Regions from separate parts of the Gossypium hirsutum genome. Here region 2 is linked to region 1. The links are chromatin contacts, called in public Hi-C maps. All regions are on one chromosome and are shown on one strand. The core of a region is the stretch at or near the end of the contact, and the rest is flanking DNA. Distances in the headings are between cores, read along the strand shown.

What was found. Hi-C and Micro-C count contacts between places; a contact is called where the count stands out from the background.
Region 2: a Hi-C map of leaf shows a contact between it and region 1, with 2.9 times the contacts expected there. The contact joins the promoter of LOC107918275 here to the promoter of LOC107918344 in region 1. A contact is called at or near these places in 13 of 34 Hi-C or Micro-C datasets (callus, hypocotyl, leaf and 2 more).

The regions. Positions count from the first base shown.
Region 1 is chrD13:14,381,629-14,386,828 of Gossypium_hirsutum_v2.1, reverse strand. It overlaps LOC107918344 (mitochondrial uncoupling protein 3), which reads right to left and starts at 2,844. Exons shown (of 2, transcript XM_016847878.2): 1 at 2,335-2,844; 2 at 1,019-1,926. The coding sequence starts at 2,724. The coding sequence ends at 1,384. It overlaps LOC107920483 (anaphase-promoting complex subunit 2), which reads left to right and starts at 3,454. Exons shown (of 16, transcript XR_005922757.1): 1 at 3,454-3,848; 2 at 3,925-4,237; 3 at 4,345-4,634; 4 at 4,861-4,932; 5 at 5,159-5,200.
Region 2 is chrD13:14,821,437-14,826,636 of Gossypium_hirsutum_v2.1, reverse strand. It overlaps LOC107918275, which reads left to right and starts at 1,971. Exons shown (of 1, transcript XM_016847797.2): 1 at 1,971-4,260. The coding sequence starts at 2,690. The coding sequence ends at 4,114. It overlaps LOC107918274 (galactoside 2-alpha-L-fucosyltransferase), which reads left to right. Exons shown (of 2, transcript XM_016847796.2): 2 at 387-2,042. The coding sequence ends at 1,840.

The DNA.
Region 1 (5,200 bases), core at 1,595-4,094:
GAGCAAAATTGGTGAAATTGGGCACTTGCTTCACAATGGCATTCACGCCTTTGTGTTTTGGTAAGCCATGGATAAAGGCCACAGTTGGATCGCCCACCAACAAGACAAGAAGAAAGAGAGATTGGGGAGAAAAGTGGAGATCAGGAGAATGAGGGAAGAATTTCATCATAAAGTTAAGCACCAGAACTGTCTCATGTAAATTCTACTATCAAGTCCCTCGCAGTCTTTTTTTTTTTTTTTGTTCGGGGGGGGGATTTGTAATTGAAGACCATAATATTAGCTTTGTTGAATTGAATAACCCATGATATTTCATGGACAAATTGTTTCCTTTTGCTTTATAAATTGCCATTATTATCTATTGTGGAAATTTTTGTTGGTTTAAAAGAAAACCACATCGATATCATCTTCATGGAGGTTTCTAAATCTTTTGATTTTGATTTTTGCATTTGATTTTTGTTTGTTCATCTTAAGTTTTTCAAGTTTCAAAATTTTCAAAAATTATTCTACAATTTTGAGTTAGGATAACAGTAAGGAAATCTTTTAGTACCTTTTTTTACTTTCAAATTCTCTTTAGGGTTTATCTATGAAACTTAGAAAATTCTTTTAGAGCTGATGAATAAATATGGGATTTTATATTAGCTTTTAAGTATCTATATCTGTGTATGCTAAATTTGGCTTACGTATAATTTGTTTTTTTTTTCAAATTTGGGTAATCCATGTGATAAACCCTTATTTCAACAAAATTGACAACATTAGATCCTTATTTGAAGGTTTTGGAACGTGTTAATCCTTATTCAAGCAACCTTGAAAAGGTTAGGCCCATTTAGCCTAAGATCTAATTCTTATCGTCTTATTGCTCTACTGGTGTAGAGTTTGGCAGTAGAATTGAATAAAAAAATTAATATAAAACTAACTCATACCATCATGTATATATATGTTATACATAAAATAATAGACCTGCATTTCATACTTCTCAGCATAAACATTATACTTAAGAGGATTGATTAGCTTATACAGATGTAAAATTAGTTTTTTCTTATATGATCTTATAGTTTCATGTAAAGTTTTGAATCAATTCATCGAAAATACCATTTTTTATTCGTCCTACATACCGTACTTACAAACTTGAACAGGCCACAACATGCACAAGAAGCACAACCGATCTCGCATTTACCGCCAAGGGACTGCAAATCACAACAAGGTTAACCTTATATGGGAAAAATGCCATAAAAAAACACTACATAGGAAGCAGACCATCAAAGCAGAACATCTTCTGCCCAATGCTGGTATTCAAGTTATTGCCCCTGGAACAAGAAACCGGTAATAACATCTGAAACTATCCCGTAAGTATGTTGGCATCTGAAGCCTGATCAGGTCCATTAGTCAGAAGGAAGAAAGCCCCGAAATTTGTCGGAACTTCTCGTAAGATACCCAGAAAAAGAATTGCCAAGGACCAAGCCTTGCCCATGTAGGAAAGAAACCTTTCCACAATGCTGTTAAACCTTCGATTTTCACCGTCTTCACCAAACAATCATATGAGCTCTTGTACAAAACATTCCCTTCCTTACTAGCCGCTTGATTCATCATTCTTGTCTTCACAACATCAACCGGACAACTCAGCATTGTAGCAGAGAGACCTGACATGATCGATGCCAATGTGTGTGCATAGATGTTATCATCAGATATCTGATTATTTATAACAAAACGTTTTGCATGATCATAACAGGCTACTTCACCCATGTTCACTAAGAACGCCCTCTGAACATTTGGCAAAACCCCTTTCCAAAGACCTCCAAGACCTTCCATGGCTACAATTTTGTTAAAAGCATCAAAGAGTCCTTTGTATCGTGGTTGAAGACCCTTGTTTATCAAACGGCCATCCGCTTGCATCCTCACCTTAACAAGATCAGCTGGACTTGCCACAAACTGTACTGCTAATACTATTACATTCCAAATCAATACTTACAATAATCAATCTTGTCAAAAATGTAAGTGCATAAGCAATAGCTGGATGGCTAACACTGTTAATTGCTATGAAATAAATTGTTCTCAAAAAGCAACCTAAAACATTAGGCTGAAATATAATTTTTTTACTGGTTGAATATAATGGACTGAATTTTTAAGTGACCATAACGGTGAGATCAAATATCAGAAAAAATTTTCATGTCATCGATTTATTATAAGTAGTGGGATTAAATCTAAAATTTCAGCATAACAGAGCTACTGGAACCTTTTACATATTTAAGAAAAAGTAATAATCCCAATTCATTTTTTTGGCAATTTCAAGAAAGCAAATTAATCTCCATGATTTTGATTCAGTATTTGAAGGCAAACCTGAGCAATAGCGCCGGAAATGCCACCTACAAGCGCTTTAGAAGACAGAGAAAGAGAGCCATCTGCGCTCACCAAATTCCTTAAATTCTCGTAACTGACGATCCGAATGGGAGTGTAGAACAGATGCCTAATAATAGCCGGGGAGAGACCTTTATACAGCCCTGAAACGCCTTGGTCACGGACGATACCGGCGGCGACACGGAACGAATTGGTGGGACGGCGCGTGGAGGAGGAGAGAGGTTGAGACTCGCCGTGAAGCTGGAGCCTTGTCTTGGTTAAGTCTATGGGAAAGGTGGAAGTTCCCGCCACCATAGCCGATAGTGACGTCAACAAGATCTTAATTCCGGTTCGGGTTCTGGTTTCTTTATGTCCATGGACATTTGCCTTCATTTGATGTTTGAGACTTTGAGAGAGACCTAAGCTAATGGTGGTTTTGAATCCGCCGTAGACTGCCTTTAGCTTACTTTTTGCCTTTACCTTACTTTTTGTCTCGCCCTATAATATCTATCACTCTAAGCTAGTTTTGAAATAAATAAGTTAAAAAATGTTATTCTGGTTTTAGTCCCTCTTATCATAATAAAATTTAGATTTCATCCTTAATTTTAAGTTGACCTAATCTCACGTCTACTTCTATAATCTTTTTAGTATGTCTAAATTAATTATTGCCGCTGAAAAAATGCCCCAAAATTGAATGTTATTTGAACAGTGACAGATTTCACCATTAAGTTTTGAGAGAATTTAAATTAATTTTCAAAAAAATTTAGGTTTTAATTAAAATTTTTAACAAATTAAAGGCTTAATTAGAATTTTTAAATTTTCTGAAAAATCTAATTAAATTTTAAAAAATTTGAGGGCTTAATAGAAGTTCTAAAATTTTTAAAGAGGCCTAATCCAAAATTTTAAAACTTTAAGAGGTCTAATGAAAATTTCTAAAAATCATGAGGGAATAATTAAAAATTTCAAAAATTTTAGGAATCCAGGTACTAACCATGTTCCGCCTTCACAACTTGACTATAAGAAAGTTGTTAGAAAAAAAATAACGTCATAGAGGGACTAAAATTTAAAATAGACCAAAAAATGGCTTTTGAAATAAGTGAAACGACACATGTCATGCGTCGTTTAGGTGGAAATTGAGCAAAAGGGATTCATGGCAGTGGCGGTAAAGAAGAAATCGAAAAAATGGAACTAAAAAATTCCACAGTTCAATTCTAAGCTGAAGTAGTGAGACCTAAGTTAGGGTTTTTCAAAGCAAGGAGAGGATTTGTGTTATTTTCTTGTCAATGGAGTCATTAACTTCTTCTCCAGTGTGCAATCTAGGGATTTTGATCAGTCTCGACAACGACTCCGTCCAAGAAATCCTCCAAAGCTACGACGGTTTCTGCACCGCCGCTAATTCTCTCCTCAAAATCTCCGGCGATCTCTCCCTCGAACATGACTTCGTTTCTCATGTTCACACTCTCTGCAAACACGGCCTCCATATTCTCTCTCGGGACTACTTCCTTAGATTACTAGAGGTAATAATCGGTTAAGCCATTGCAGTCTCTTTCGAAATTAAATTTTCTTGATTTCATTTTTTTTTCTAAATTATAGGAAGCGTTTGAGAAAAATGGGGCGTCGAGATTTTGGCGCTATTTTGAGGATTATAGCAAAATTGAAGAAGATTTAGAGAAGATTGATGAGGATGAGATTCAAAGAGTGCTTTGTAATGCTTTGGAGGAGATTTGTTTAGAAAAAGAAAATCAAGAGAAATGCTTGTTAATGTTAGTTCATGCACTACAGTCCTATATGGATAATTTGACTGATGGAAAGCCCGACTTTGATGTGGGAAAAGTCTATCTTTTCTCAAAGTATCAATTAATTGTTTCCTCCATACTTATGGCCAACCTACCTCGACATTTTCCCGGTATGAAATTACTAGCTTTTTATTGAAAAAAAGGTCAGTTCTTTCGTTGTGCATTACTGGGGTTTTATTATTTGATTATTAGCTGATAATTTCATTGATGTTGTTAGAGGTGCTTCACTTTTATTTTAAGGGAAGGCTTGAGGAGTTAAGTACCATAATGGATGGAGAATTAAATGAGGAAAATGAGCATCGAGATAGAGATGAGATGGATTTTGATGAAAAGAACAAGTATAGAACTGGTGAAATGGAAATTGATGAGTGCTATTCCCAAGACAAGTTTTCAGAGAACAGTAAGTTGGTGAGGAACATTGGGAAGGTTGTTCGTGATCTTAGAAATCTTGGTTTCACATCAATGACTGAAGATGCCTATGCTTCTGCTATTTTCATGCTTCTGAAGGTGGGCTTGTTATTTATCATAAAATATGTATGCACACCTTATGTAATTGAACTCAACATAGTTATCTGATCTTTTTCTATTCAATTTTGTATTGGACTTTGTGCTTTTTGTTTCCTTTAATGATTCTCCTTTAGAAAATATTACCTCTGGCTTACATTGCTTATCATGTTTTAGGCTTAATAAATTTACCTTATTTTAGCAACATTCTTTCCTTGTTTGCATACAGGCTAAAGTACATAATCTGGCTGGTGATGATTACCGGAGTTCTGTTTTGGCTTCCATTAAGGGTTGGATACAGGTTGGTTTTGGTGTTTGTAAATCCTTCACATTTTTCCTTTTCATTGAAAGCAACTTTAAGAAATCAATTCATGGATGTCTTGCTAATCTTGCCGTTAATTTTGGTAAAATAAAAGTATCTCTTTCCAGGTTTCATGTTATTTCAGGTTTTATTAACTTGCTGTTTTTTTTCCCTATGGTTAAGTTACTTGAGTGCTTGTTCCTTACATTTGGAGAATATTGTACAGGTCGTTCCTCTGCAATTCTTGAACGCATTGCTTGCTTATCTT
Region 2 (5,200 bases), core at 722-3,221, 440 kb before region 1:
GTTTATTTAATAAACGAGCTTTAAAATCTTGCTTATGGTCATTTATCTAACTTGATAAACGAATATAACTATTCATAGAAGGGTATGTTCGTTTACAACTTAAACGAAAATAAGGCAATATGATGTATAAATGAATAAATGTTAGCAATGTCATGTATGAGTAATTTTGTTTTAGTTAGGATTAAGGATTTTCATGAATAACATTTAAAAATAATAGTCCTATTCAGTGTTAACAAGTGTAATAATTTAAAGAATTTCTTTAGTATATTAGTGAATAGATGATGTTACAGAAAAACAAAGAAAATCAATTGGTTGTGATTAGTGAGTGATATTGCAGGAATGTATGGATTTTATTAGCATGTCTGAATTTAATATCTTTGGTTCAGAAGTTGATGTCCTCCAACATGTTGACATTGCTGAAGACAAACTGCTTGGAGGACTGCTTGCTGATGGGTTCGATGGACAATCATGTTTAAGTCGATACCAGTCGATTTTATATCGCAAAGCTTTACCTTACAAGCCATCTCCATACCTTGTTTCTAAGCTAAGAAAATATGAGGACCTTCATAAACGTTGCGGACCCAACACTCCGTCCTACAATAAAGCAGTGGAACAACTCAAGTCCGGCAGCAATGTCGTTGGCACGACAGACTGTAAATATGTTGTCTGGGTATGGTACAGTGGGTTGGGGAACAGGATTTTGACTCTGGCTTCAGTGTTTCTCTATGCTCTTTTAACCGAAAGAGTGTTGCTTGTGGACCGAGGGAACGATATGGCCAGTTTGTTCTGCGAGCCATTCCCAGAGAGATCATGGTTTTTGCCCATGAATTTCCCGATTGCTAAAATGTTCAATAGCTTTGATCAAAAGTCTGCTGAATCCTATGGGAACTTGCTTAAGAATAACATGATAAAGGCTTCAATGGGATCATTGCCATCATATGTGTATCTGCATCTGGCTCATGATTATGATGATCATGATAAGCTGTTCTTTTGTGATGATGATCAAGCTCTGTTAAAAAGGTTCACTTGGTTGGTTGTTAAAACAGACAACTATTTTGTTCCATCCCTCTTTTTGATGCCATCATTTGAGGATGAACTGAAGAAGCTGTTTCCCAACAAGGAAACCATATTTCATCACTTGGGTAGGTATCTTTTTCACCCTTCAAATCATGTGTGGGGAATAGTCACAAGGTATTATAAAGCATACTTGGCCAGGGCAGATGAGAGGATTGGCATCCAGGTAAGGATTTTCGATAAAGGACCTGGCCCGTACCAATACGTGAAGGATCAAATTTCAGCTTGTACTATAGGAGAGAAGTTGTTGCCTGAAGTGGATACTAGACGATTGGCTGTGAATCCGTCAAAAAACCCGAAGGTGAAAGCTGTCTTGATGACTTCTCTGGTTTATGGATACTATGAGAACATGAAGAACATTTACTGGGAACACCCTACGGTGACCGGTGATATAATTGGGGTTCATCAGCCAAGTCATGAAGAACAACAGCGGAGTGAAAAGCCATTGCACAACATGAAGGCTTTGGCTGAAATGTATCTGCTTAGTTTAACTGATGTGTTAGTCACAAGTGCATGGTCTACATTCGGGTACGTAGCTCAGGGTCTTGGAGGTTTGAAGCCATGGATCCTTTACAAATCCGAAAATCAAACGAGCCCAAATCCACCTTGTCAACGTGCCATGTCAATGGAGCCTTGTTTCCATGCTCCACCATTTTATGACTGCAAAGCTAAGGAGGGTATCGACACAGGTAAAGTTGTTCCACATGTTAGACATTGTGAAGACATTAGTTGGGGTCTTAAAGTGGTAGATAGGTATACTGAGTAATAGCTCTTACAGGGATTTTTATTTTCTACCCAAATTTCTCTAGAAGATTTTGATAGAACTGCAATATATCTCATTGAACTGTGAAGTTACCTTATTCTGTGTGGTTTTTCTGTAAATAAGCTTGCTTTTTTTTTTCCTGTATAAGATTTGTGAGATTGAGGTTCATCACTGCATATCAGATTCCGTTCCCTTTTTATCATTAGCTATAGTTCTCTGAGACAATGATATTGCTTGTGACTTAGAGACATTTCTTTTATGTTAAGTAGTGTTATATATAGACATTACTTGGCAGATGAAAACTTGTTGAACATGTCTTTATTTCCACCATTGGTTATTGATCGAGCATCATCTTTTACTTTTGTAGTTTGAAAACGAAACCGTAGTTTTGCTTATACTGGCCGAAAGATTGAAAAAGGGAAAGTAAACCTAAAAGAAGATTTGGCTCAAAACTAAAAGAAGATTTGGCTCAAAACCCAATATGTTTCTTTAGATGAGAGTAAATAATCTCCTCTTTAGATCTTAGATTTTACTAAAAGAACTGAGGCAAACTTTAACTGTTCATGTTCTGAAGGAGAAAAAAGAAGGGGCAAAAGGAAGGCAATGGTCGAAATTCCAAAACCCCAATACTAATGTGGGAAGTGACTTTACCTTTGGAAATTAGTTTCTTCTTCACTTATGAAAACAACAAAGACAAGCCCTCCTGTCTTCAATGTGTGTCAAGACCAAACACCAAAGCCTTCCCCTTTTTTTTTTGTCTCTATCGAGAGCTAATTCAACGTGTGGTATTGTAATTGGTTGGTAATCCAACAAGGTACAGCTCACCTAATCTTTTTAACAATTCCCCCAGCCATGGAAGCTGTATCAGCTACGATGAAAGCCATTAACTTCCCTGCAACTTCCACCGTCCCCAGAGCAACTGTTTCTATTACAGTGGCCTCACCATGGTCACAGACCAAACTCAACATGCTTACCTTTTATGCCCCAAATCCCAACACCAGATTCAGCTCAATTTGTCTCCCTCGCTGTTCCAGAAAACCAAACACTGACACTAACAACGAAACTGCCCAAAATCCAACCTTTGAACCGAATCCCAGTCTAACCACTGAGAACCCATCAAGCGCTGTTTCAGATGAGGAAATCCCCTCTTCTTCAAATCCCCCTTCTGCTCTTTCTAGAGGTTTGGTGCTTGATTTGGGTCCTGTTGGTTCTTGGGACTGCACAGATATTGGTTCACCAGTGGTTAAAAGGTTCCTTAGTGATGAGGAAGAAAGATGGTATATGTGGTACCATGGAGTTTCCACTGATTCCCAAGGTTCAGATTCCATAGGGTTAGCAGTTTCAAGCAATGGGGTCCATTGGGAGAGAGGTAAAGGTGCAGTGAAATCAAGTGCAGATGTTGGTTTGGTCATGAGTTGTGGCAATGATTGGTGGGCTTTTGACACACAGAGCATTAGGCCTGGTGAGGTAGTCATCATGTCTAGTGCTAAAGTGAGAGCCTCAAGTGCTGTTTATTGGCTTTACTACACTGGCTACAGCAATGAGAAGGTGGATATTTCAGCTGATTCTTTAGGATTCAAAGTGCAAAACCCTGAAAATCAAAGTAGCCAAACTGGGGAAGTGTTGAGGTCTTTACCAGGTTTGGCAATCAGTCAAGATGGAAGGCATTGGGCTAGGATTGAAGGGGAGCATCATAGTGGAGCATTGTTTGATGTAGGGTCCGAGGGAGATTGGGATTCATTGTTCATATCATCACCACAAGTTGTTTTCCATGGGAATGGTGATCTAAGAATGTACTATCACTCATTCGACGTGGGAAATGGGGTTTTTTCTATTGGGATGGCAAGGTCAAGAGATGGGATGAAATGGATAAAGCTAGGGAAGATAATGGGAGGTGGGCCAAAGGGATGCTTTGATGAACTTGGAGCAATGAATCCCTATGTAGTTAAGAACAAGAAAGATAGAAACTATGTGATGGCATATGAAGGTGTTGGTGCTGATGGGAGGAGAAGCATTGGACTGGCAATGTCAGCTGAAGGATTGAAAGATTGGAGAAGGGTTGAAGATGAAGCAGTGCTGAAACTAGCAACAATGGAGGATGGATGGGACAGTAAAGGGATTGGATCACCATGTTTGGTGGAAATGGATGGTGATGTTGATGAATGGAGATTGTATTACAGAGGTATTGGTAATAGTGGCCGATGTGGGATTGAAATGGCTGTTTCTGATGGAAGTGATATTACAAGGTTTAGAAGATGGAAAGGGTTTCAAGTATAAAGTTCAATTTCAGTGCTATGATTTTGGACCATCTTTGTCCTGTTTGTGCTCATTCAAGTTACATCTTTTTTATGTAATGCTATTTCATGTAATAATCTTAATATATTTCCATTTACATATGATGAAACCAATGATGTCATCTCAAATTTTGGACTTTTTATTGCTTTTATGTCAAAATCGAGTTTCTCCGCTTCTTACAATCAGTTAGTTTTAGATAGAATATTTAAGTATTGGTTAAAGTATGTTGTCACTCATTGTAGTTTGACAAAATTTAATATTTAGTCCTTGTAATTAAATTTTTTTTTAAAAAATCATTTTACATTTTCAATTTAAAAATCATACTCTGATCCTGAAAATTGTCAGTAATTGCTGTTAAAATTGCCAGGTTAATTAGGTTGCTTACATTGATTAAGAGTAAATGAATATGTTAGGTAAGAAAGTTTTGACAAAAAAATATTAATGATATTAATAATAGGGTTATATTTTGAAAAAAAAAGTATTGGATTTTAATTTTTGACTGAAAAAATAAGAATATATATATATATTTTTTAATATTTTATCTATAATGAATTGATATCAAATTTAAGACTGCTCTATTAATTCATTAGTTTCACTATTTAGTAGGCCCAACCAGCTTTACCTTCCCATATTTCTTGGCCCATATTCTCTTGCTGGGTTTGAAAGTTTACCTTATTCTTTGTATTTTGTTTTATTATAATACTATTAATAAAATCCCTTATGGAGTTGATATCACGGGTTAATTGGATACCGGATACCAAATCAGTTAGGAAATTATTAATATATGTTTTTATTAAATGACTATTATTATTTTGATGATTTATTTTATTTTATTTTACTTTTATATAGTTTTTAAATAAAAGAACTAAAATTAACATATTTAGGGATTGAACTCATGTTTAATGGATTTATAAACAAAATTCTTACCACTACATCAATAATAATTCTTGAATAAAATTGAAACAAATTAAATTTTAACATAAAATGTTTTCTCTCACCAAATTTGTGTATCTATAACCCTTGACTGTGTTGGTGTCACGGGTTAACCAAGTACCAACTTGGTTAGAA